Linked DNA regions of Zea mays: regions 1 and 3 are each linked to region 2. A link is a contact called in public Hi-C data. All regions are on one chromosome and are shown on one strand. Each heading gives the region's core, a stretch centred on a gene start, on an enhancer-like site or on the middle of the called end of the contact. The rest is flanking DNA. Distances are from core to core; before and after follow the strand shown.

Evidence for each region. Hi-C and Micro-C count contacts between places; a contact is called where the count stands out from the background.
Region 1: a contact with region 2 is called in a Hi-C map of leaf, with 5 times the contacts expected there. The contact joins the enhancer-like site here to the promoter of LOC100278412 in region 2. A contact is called at or near these places in 2 of 25 Hi-C or Micro-C datasets (leaf and tassel).
Region 3: a contact with region 2 is called in a Hi-C map of leaf, with 4 times the contacts expected there. The contact joins the promoter of LOC100285616 here to the promoter of LOC100278412 in region 2. A contact is called at or near these places in 6 of 25 Hi-C or Micro-C datasets (endosperm, leaf and tassel).

Annotation. Positions count from the first base shown.
Region 1 is chr4:227,484,208-227,487,852 of Zm-B73-REFERENCE-NAM-5.0, forward strand. No RefSeq gene overlaps it. Among protein-coding and RNA genes, the nearest start is that of LOC100285616, 31 kb to the right of the region's middle. Within about 2 kb of position 1,829, at least 17 of the 20 cell types and tissues checked have an H3K27ac peak or open chromatin away from gene starts, as enhancers often do. A contact at or near this core is called in leaf and tassel, where this site is marked.
Region 2 is chr4:227,267,862-227,271,220 of Zm-B73-REFERENCE-NAM-5.0, forward strand. It overlaps LOC100278412, which reads left to right and starts at 1,835. Exons shown (of 6, transcript NM_001371710.1): 1 at 1,835-2,192. The coding sequence starts at 2,045.
Region 3 is chr4:227,515,000-227,518,596 of Zm-B73-REFERENCE-NAM-5.0, forward strand. It overlaps LOC100285616 (calcineurin B-like protein 4), which reads left to right and starts at 2,016. Exons shown (of 7, transcript NM_001158507.2): 1 at 2,016-2,264; 2 at 2,361-2,503; 3 at 2,624-2,732; 4 at 2,844-2,896; 5 at 3,001-3,081; 6 at 3,169-3,281; 7 at 3,415-3,597. The coding sequence starts at 2,183. The coding sequence ends at 3,478.

The DNA of each region.
Region 1 (3,645 bases), core at 579-3,078, 220 kb after region 2:
AGATTCCTGAATTATATTTTTGGATGGAGGGAGTAGTATTTAAAAAAGAGCCTTGCATGCAATTTCTTTTGTTTGAATAATGTTTTCAACTTAAATTTTTTTTATATGTGTGACATTTATTCTCCGTAATAGTTTTCCATGGCTCTGACTTGTGAGTCATTTTCATAAACCAATGCCAAAGATGAATCCATGTTTCTTACTTGGAAACCCCGAACAAACACCACTGGCAGGAGGCGCTCGCATTGGCGTCGCTCATCGACGACGAAAAGAAGCTTGGCGACTGCCAGTTCGACCTCTGAAGCAGTACTACGTGACTGCATGCGTCGCTGTGTTCGGCAAGCTCCGGCGCAGCCGCCGCTTGGACACGGTCCAGAGCGGCTGCACCGCGCTGTCCATCTTCAAATAGGGGGACCTCATGGCCGTCGCCAACGCCGGCGACTCTCGGGTTGTTCTGGGCACCGCTTCCGACAACGGCGCCGTCACACCGTCCAGCTCATCATCCACCTGAAGCTCAACCTCCCACGTAAGTCACTACTGACCGGCCATGAATTCTTGTGCGCTAGGACGACGGTCGTTGCTGACGTTGTGTGAGTGTCCTCGAACAAGATTTATGTAGAAGAGTAGCACATCCGGTGGTGCAACGACTAGGTGTACTACCTCGCTGATGAGCCCGGGGTGCACTTCGTTTGGCAGCCCAGCCAAGAGTCATCGGCACTCGCCATGTCATGCGCGTTCGACGACTACTATATCAAGGACTATGGCATCATCTTGGTACCAGAGGTGACGCAGAGGAGGACCGACAACAATGACCACTCGCCATCGTCAGGGTAGCTTTTGTGCCGGCCTGCCTTTAATTCTCTTCGCAAACACATACACTTGTTTTTTTGTTTAAGCAAGCGTGTATGGTGGTGCGTACCTGATGACTGACAATGTACGAGAGAACTTCTACCGGCAGGTGTGACACGTGCTCTTCAATAATGAGACCATGCAAATCGTGGCATATATCAAAGTCTGCATGATACTGATGGTTGCAATGGAGTAGTGAAACAACTAAATTAAAATAACAAAATTTATGTATGGCTAGGATTACAAATGGATTATGAAATATTTTTTATAATAATATAAGACACATTTTGTATATAAGTTATTATGTTATTATATGTTCCCGTTGCAACGCACGGGTACTCACCTAGTAGATAATTAGGGCTAGTTTGGATACACTAATTTTCTATGAAAATTGAGGAGTAGTATTAATGAGAAAATGAACTTATTTCTTACTCAATTCCCTCTAATCTCTACAGGGAATCATGAATCCAAACTGATCCTTCAAGGATAGCCTACTCCTACTTCGCACTTAATTTGATCCAGCATGCAGCATTGCAGGCTTGCAGCTCGCAGGCGCATGACAGCATGGGCAAGCCTGAACAGGACGAATAAAAACAAATGGACGATCGAGTGGCCTTCTGTGCCTCGGAGTGAGGAGTGATGATTACATACTGTATACATAGCCAATCGGAAGTCAGCACGCACAAGAGACTGAGGCGGACAAGACGAACCTGGCGACACACCCCGTATCGTATGGATCTTTAGTAACCAGGTTCCCGATAGTTGGGATCGAGGAACAAGAAGTGGTACGCGATACGCTACTAAAACTAGAATTTAACACTACTGAAATGAGATTGTTCTCACGTTCCCGGAACGGAACGAACGTTTCCGGAACGAGGAACGTGGTTAAGTTCCTAGTTCCCGGTTACTAAACTATGGATCACTGTGTCGTCGTCTAGGGCCCAGGCCTCAGCCGCACGGATAGAGACACGTGTGCCGGAGCCTGACAGCACGCTCGTGATGGCGGACAGCACGGGTGGCGGGTGGTGGGATGCAGTGCAGCCGGGACGAGGACAGGACGATGTCAATGGATGCTTTTATTTGGTAGGCCTGCCCGAGCCCGATAGAGGATTTACACTGAATTCCAATTCGAACTTGAATATTATCGAATACTAATGTAAAACGGATACCTTGAGCGTAGATATCTACATGATTTTGAAAATAATATATAATTATTCGCTTATCTATAATTTTTTATTATAATAAAAACAGATACAGATACAATATGTTTAGGATATCTGGATATCAGTCTCCATCCCTAGACGCGGTGTGAACCACGTGCATCTTCCTTGCATCAAGCTCTGTCACTGTTACTTGACCGATCAAGCAAATACGTGTATTGTTCCTTTCTTGCCGGCCATTTGGACAATCTTTATGCTCGCTTACGACTTTCGAGACTTTAACTCACTAGTGGTAGACATGTACATGTCCGAATCTTTTTCTTAGAGCTAGTTTGCCAATTACATTTTAAGGAATTTTTATTTTTCTAAAGAAAATGATCTAATTTTTCTTGGTAAAATGAAAAATTCTTTTAAAAATGGGATTACTAAACTAGCCTTTAATTTACAAAAAAAAACTAATGCAAAAATATGTTCATACAGTATAACTTATGAGTCTCCGTAATTTTTCAACTCTGTTTGGAACCTTCATGGACGTTTCTCTCTCTCTAGCTAGGTTTAGGTGAAAAATTGCCAAAAAATGTGAAAATGCATGAACTATTTCCAAAAGAATACTTTCATATTTGTATTATTCTATTCATCCTAAAATATAATTCGTTTTAGACATTTTATTTAGTGTGTATGTATGTCTATATACACTAAATAAAGTGTGTATATATGTCTAAATATAGTGTAATTCAAATTAATTAACCTATAAATATAGTGTGTATAGTTTGTATGTATATCTATATTTATTATCATTAATTCGAAAGTTCGGGTAGTTGCAAAACAAAAACGTGGGGAAACATAAGGCCTACCCCTTTACAGTACATTGAAGACGAAATGAAGACTCGTTAGCTTTTCCATGCAACTTTAACAATGTAAAAACCTTTTTTTAACAAAATCCAACTTTCACCGGTTCACCAATTAATTAGGGTAGGTACAACACTAAACTCAAGGATTGATTTTAAGTACAAAATATAGGTACAAGACTACATACACTAAACTCAATCGACCATACCCCTATATATTTATAGGGGATAAGGTCTGGACCAGTTTTTAGGGGAGATCCAACAAATTCCCATAGAATGGTTAGTATAATCACGTATGTGATAAGTACTCTTGCCTGTTTTAATCTAGTAGCAAGGACACAGACCGTCAGTGTATACCTAGATGCCAATATGATACTCAATAGATACAAAGTTTGTAATCTCAATTCACACACATTTCCTTGCACGCCACCGCTGCAGCCTTCATAGACTGAGTAGACGGTGAGAGGAGGGTTTAGATGGAAGTCAGTTAAAAAATATATCCTTCAAGATAGATAAATGGCCTATGTACGTCTAGAAACAATTCTGAAGCGCTCGAAACCCCAAAATCTTCACATGGAGTTCATGTGCCAACGCTCGACTAATTGAATCCAAATCAAGTTAAGTCATGTTTGAATGCACTAAAGTTAATAGTCTAACTAACTATTAGCTATAATCTCAACTATCCATAGTTATTAGCTGGTTTGACCCAGCTAAAATTAACTAATTGTTAGCCAGCTATTTGTTAGTCAGCTTATTCTACTAGCAACTTTTTAGCTAGGTAACTATTAGCT
Region 2 (3,359 bases), core at 585-3,084:
CACCACTTTTTAATTTAGTACTAGTCTAATACCAGTGCGCTGCGACGGTACCCAACTATATTTAATGATATTGATTGGGTGACTAAACGACACTTGAGAGTCTTAAAGGACCCTCCACATAAAAAATACCCATAATAAGGGCTAGTTTGGTAACTCTATTTTCCCAATGGATTTTTATTTTCCCAAAGGAAAATGAACTAATTTCCTTTGTGAAAATGAAAATCCCTTAGAAAAATGGGGTTGCCAAACTAGCCCTAAATGAATTTAATGTCAAATTGAACATATTGTTCATATACCCTAACCAAAATCATCATTGAGAGATTCCATAGTTAACACATGCAAATACATTTATGGTGATGGATTAACAATTTTCTCCAAGTTTGGCCAGACATAGAAAAGCACAAGTACGCCAACAAGACCATTCCTGAAATACCAAATACTATAAGTTTATCCTCTAATGCTTAACATGCTTACGGAAATACATACTTTCTTTTGCCTTTAGAATATCACATATCAAACAATAAAAATATAACTACTTCTGCATGGACCATAAATATACGTCAAACCCAAGTAGCTCATTAACCCGTTTGGCAATCCAGGGCCTCATCACGTCCAACTTGACCTTTGACGTATCCACCTACCAAGCACAAAATCGTTAGATCAAAGGAAGCCCTTACAGACAACAGTTATATATATCCCTAAAGTATTGTGTGCTCATTACAGCCAAATTGAGAAACAAAGGGTATGAGTGGAAAAACGAACTGGCTAGATGGTCAAGCTCGGACGCAGACTTCTACGTCTTGAGCAGCTTGGCTTGCTTATTTGAGAAGCTTGTGTCCTGGTCATTGGACGTCCCCTGCAAAAAACACGACAATTAGAGCGATCTCTACCAATAATAGATCCGACGAGAATAATTGTGACCAGACGAAGCGCACGCTAGGTAGATCTACCGTTGATGTCGTGTCGCCCATGGGATGGGAGGAGCAGAGTGGAGTTCGCGTCGAAGCGGAAGACGAGTGAGTTAGAAGATGGGCTCCTAGTCCCTTTTGCGCGACGAAGAGGTTCAAAGTTGGCTGGACTCGATGCAACTTTTATTACCTAGTGAGCATCCTTATTCGGAGGCAAGCGCCCTAATCCTCCTCGCTGGTGGCGGTGCAATGACGGAAGAAGCGGGCGGAGGTTGTTGCAAAATGGACGGAGTTTGTTGCTAGAGCGACAGATGCGAGAATGCTGTTGTGCGAACAAATAGGATAGAGATGAGATATGATACCGCGGGTTGATTTTAAAAAAATACAAGGAGTTATTTTTGTAAAAAGATGACGCGAGACGATCGTTGAAACTGGTGATTTAATATAGTAGAGATATAGATAGAGATATTTTACGCTAATTTAACCAAATGGACCAACAGACTAACGGGCCAGCCCGACACGGTCAGCAAGCCATCGTGCGGTGCCTAGGCCAGGGTTACACGGAAGGGATTGACGTGCAACTGGTTAATTTGAAATAGAATGCAGCTGGTTAATTTGAAATAGAATAGATGTGAGGAATTATTTGTATTAAGATGACATGGAACGACCATTAAAACTGGTGTTTTAATATAATAAAGATAGAAATAGAGACAGAGACATAGAAGAGATAGAAGAGAGAGAGAAATTCAAATACGAAATTCGCTCAGGTGGAAAGTATACGGTAACACAGATGAGATACATTTCTTTTCGGCTGGCTGTATTGTGGCATGTTTTTTTTTCCAGATGGATCAGGCTCATGGATCTCCGTAACGTCTGGCCCAACCCAACCCGCCCAGGCACACTTAGCATAACCCTATCTCCGCCCAGTGAGGAGGCGGCACGCGCGCGCCGTCGACCACGCCCATGCCGAAATCTGCCTCTGTGGGCTGTGGCTGCCGGACGAGCAAGCGCCACGCGCGCGCCGTGCCTGCCATGAGCCGTCAGTCCGCAGTCCGCAGTCCGCAGCCACACTTTTGCTAAACCCTAGTAAATATACGATACGAAGCGCAAACGCTTGCCTCATCCTCGAATTCGCCATGGCGATGCCCACCACCTCGTCTGCTTCCCCATGCCAGGCACCGTCGCCCGCCGGGCTGCCCATTTCCCCTGGCGCCCGCGCTACCATCCTCTCATTCAGCCGCCGCCTCCGCCGCTCCCGTGGCGCCATCATTTCTGCGCCCACTGGTAGGACGCTATTTCGACCCTCTTTCGGTTCTCCCAACGTTTGAGTGGTTGAGTTGAAATAACGGATAGGAAATAAGGAAAATTATTTGTTTGTTGGCTGTGGCGGGCTCGGCTAGATCAAAATTACAATTATGCCTTTATAGATTTGTCTTGGCTATTGAGAAATTGCATCTCAATTCTGAGTATGCGGATTCGACAATTACATTTGTAGTGCTGATGATAAATACAATAGATATTCTTAGTCTGTCATTTGTCTGAAGATGAATTCTTTGAGTGTGCGGATCGAGAAACCACCCATACCAGGATTGTAAAGATTGTGATTGTTTAGATATTTATCTGCCTGCTGTGGGCACCTCTTGAATACAGGTGCGCATGGCTGGCAACTCAATGAGCACTGGATTTAGAATAGACAAACTAGATCAGTTTGGGAAATGACAATTGGTATTTTGGAAAAAGAGTGGATTAATTCCTTTTCGTGCTTGATTTTGATCTATCACATTGCAGGCTGGCCTTTTTAGTCAAGATGGCCAAACCCTCATAGGGCTATAACTCGGAGTTGGGACACTCTCAGTTTCTAAATTCTAACTCGAATTGACTTTTCCTATTCTCTCTTTCCTAATCTACTAGCCAACCTAGTACATCCTGGAACCTAATGGGCTACTTGCGCCCTATATGTGGGAGCTGAATAAAGTCCAGAACAGGGGTTTTTGTATTAACGCAAAATTATCATGATGTTGATCAAAACTGTAACCATTACTATAGCTAGTGGGGTTGATTATGTATTGCCAGCCCAAGAACTAGATTCACATTATTTTTAATGTATTCTTATGGTGTAATTAAAAAGTACATAAAATTATGTAATGCTAAAAGAGGAAGATAATATATGTGGCTTTTGACATATATTTTTATATCTCTGACAATGTTCAAATTAAGATATGTTGTCAATTGTTGTTGATTTCTTCTGATGTCATGTCCTTTTATAATGCAAAAAGAGTGGTTCGACGTAATCGTGAGATCCATGACATGTGAGGAAATCAATATGTGGATTTCCACACACCAGGGTCAAAAGGTCAAGGCATGTTCTGATCTTTATTTCTTTCCCCAGAAGCCAAGGCTGCTATTGTATTTTTTTCCTCAAACACGTAGGAGGGCTGCGTACCGTTGGAT
Region 3 (3,597 bases), core at 766-3,265, 250 kb after region 2:
TGCGTATTCCCCCTGCATACTTGCGTGTGACCAAAAAATACTCACTATTTTCCCATCATTGTCTAGCTGGAAATCACAAAAAAAATTGTGGATTCTGTTTCTTGCATTCTCTAAAGAAAGCCAAAAGTTTGGCTACATCATTTGAGCAGTTTTCTCTTCTCCTTGCTGCCCTCCTACATTTGTTTGCACAAAAAATTATTACACACACATTTACTTTAGTAATATTCATGGCTATTGATATATACACATGAAACAAAAAAGTATTGCTTACATGTTTTTCAGATCTTGAGCAGTTACCGGTATGTTCTCCGGCCCATCATGCATTTCTGATATAAAATCAACTATGCAATGCTGCGGCACTCGGCTATCATGCATTGCATCAACAAAATTTATGAACTCAACATCCCTAATTTTGTTGCAACGTAAATGTTGTTTCTCTGCTTCGTCAGTTATGAACTCATGGTTATGCTCCAAGTTTACCAGTTCAATTTTTGTAGCTACAACCATTTTGTTTTCATCATCATATATTTTTTTTTAATTTTATTCCAGCTTTGCATTGCGTACGCCCTAATGATCTATTCCTCATCCTAGGTGTATCATTTGATTTTGCTGCACTTTTACCTTCACGTGAACAATTTATCCACTTACTGAATGTCTTCTCTCTGTATTTCTTCAGTGGAAATCCAACTTCATATGCATACCTTTTATAGAATTTATATGCATCATCAACATCCTTGAAAGTCATCCCTACCGTTGGCACTATAGTTGGATCAATGTCTTTTGCCTGCTATTTCATTGTCATTGTTGTTTGCACCATGGAATATGTTCACAACAATATAATCAATCAATAATCAAATACAGCGATTGACTTACATGTGAACGCAGTATCTGTGGCGTATCCATCTCCCTGGAGCTAATATTGGACATAGGAGGTCGAACCCTTTGTTCTCCTTCTTCCCCTATGCTCATCTCGGCGATCTCAGGACCCATTAGAGCAGAGGTGGTGTCACCAGTGAGTTACCACCAACTCCTCCCTCTGTCTCTGGATCAAGACGAACGCCATCTCCTTCCATTGCCGGCGACCCTCCAGAGCCGGCCATCTCCAACTCCGATGAGTTTTGCAGGCTTAGTGGTCCTTTTTCCGAATGAAAGTAAATCTCGGATACTATAAAAGTAACCGCATCCACGTTTACAGGGTCTCTCCATTATTTCCGAAACCGTCCCGATATTATGGCGACGTCTTTGTCAAACTATAATTCATAATATAAAATTTACGCACAATGACACAACGTTTTACGCCAATCGGTATATACTGTTTATGCATCTATTATGCCGTTTCGGTTTTATGCCATATCTTTTAACATCTTATGCTTCATTTTTGTTAACCTTCCGCACATTACTTACCATGCAAGATCCATAATTTACGCGCCCACGTATCGCAGTAATCACGTTTGCATGTGGTATCTATTCCCTTTAATTCCACGCAACCCCCTTACCATTCAAACAACCGCGTCACGGCGCCGTCGTCTAACCTGCATGCCGCCTCTCAGCCCCACGTTAAAACACAGGTGCGCCTGTTCCATCGACCAGACCTCGGGATCCGACCTGGGCTTCCTTTAATATCGGAAGCCTAGGGCTCCCGTTATACCTGTCATATATATATATATATATATACACGTCTACACAACTTGCATCTCGGCTACACGTACGAATGCTACGAAAACAAACTTAAACTACTACTAGGCCGTACGTGATTATGCACAATATAGAATATTTGGCCGGTGAGGTAGTGATGGGTTGGAAAATTGTAGATGTGCGAGAGCGACCGGTATGCATGTCAACGCTCGCCCAGCCTGTCGGCAGGCACTAGTAGTAATAATGTTTGTCTATAGTACTAGGCTACACGCCACAGCTACATTACATATACGGGCTTGCTTGTCTCTTCTTCTACGACGTCCATTTGCACCGGCGGCTGCCACCAAAATCGGAGCGACTGAGCGGGGGGGGGGGGGGGGTGAGTGAGTCGCCTAAGTGTGCTTAGTGTGTTTTGATTTTCGGCCTCCTCTTGTTGTTGCTAGCTAATGCATGCATGCATGCCAGCCTCTCTCCTCTGTTTTGGCTTGGTGCTTCTCGATCGACACTGTAATCCGTCTTGAGAGAGAGGGCGAGAGAGTTGGTTTGCATGGGGTGTGTGTCCTCCAAGGAGTCCAGACGACGACCTCAGGGATACGAGGATCCCAACACCTTAGCTAGAGAGACCACGTGTAAGAACCGAACCTGAACACACACTCCTGCGTTTTTTTTATATCATCGATCTGTTCGCCTCACGTACGTAGTTCTCTACCATACCCCTGTTGCAGTTTCTGTCAACGAAGTGGAGGCCCTCTACGAGCTGTACAAGAGGATAAGCTATTCCATAACCAAAGACGGCCTAATCCACAAGGAGGAGTTCCAGCTCGCTCTCTTCCGGAACAGTAACAAGAGGAACCTTTTCGCCGATCGGGTCAGCTACCGGCCTGCTTCATTAATTATTTCATGCAAATTATTACAGTTTTTTTTTGTTTTAGAATTTTATATATCTTGTGTTCTCCCTGTCATGTAAGCTGTAAATTAATATGCGCAGATATTTGACCTGTTCGACCTGAAGCGCAACGGAGTGATTGAGTTCGGGGAGTTCGTTCGCTCCCTCGACGTTTTCCACCCAGATACGCCCGTGGAAGAAAAGATCGCCTGTAATAAGATGCACTCTCTGCTAGCTAGCTGCCATATATATATACGTTCGTTCCTTCTCTGTCGTCTGCCTGGCCTCCTAATTAAGGAATATAATTTCTTCCTAATTTCAGTTGCGTTTCGGCTGTACGATCTGAGAGGCACTGGATTCATTGGACGCGAAGAGGTCTGTGCCATTAATCTTCTTCGAATCGCTTAAAACTATGTTAGCTTTCGTTAATAACTGACTCTTAATTCTTCTCCAAATTAAACGTCCATTCATGCATTCAGCTGAAGGAAATGGTGCTGGCCATTCTGAACGAATCAGAATTACTTCTTTCCGACGACGCCGTCGAAGAAATCGTGGATCAGGTACAGTCTGTCCACGCCACTGAGCACTTCTAAAGAACATGAATATATGGATTTTTACGGCATGCTAACCAATTTTTTTTCCTGCAGACTTTCAGGCAAGCGGACATGAACGGCGACGGGAAGATAGATCCTGATGAATGGAAGGTGTTCGCGAGCAAAAACCCGGCACTTCTAAAGAACATGACGCTCCCATACCTCAAGTAATTAAAAACCCGGTACTTCTAAAGAACATTAATTACCCGCACCGCACATGACTGGGCGGCTTGATCTGACGACGACGTGTTGCATTTTGTTGTTGTTGTTGTTGTGCATCGTCATCTTGTACACGTACAGGGACATAACCATGGCGTTCCCCAGCTTTGTTCTCAACTCTGGAGCCAGTGACGACGAGTTGTAGTAGCTGCGAGCATGCATGGCCAAGCTGCGAGCGAGGAAAAGGAACGCTGACCTCACTCCTCAGTTCACTAAGTTTCAGACGGAGCAGCAGCAGGAGGACCCCTCCTGAAAGGTGATTTG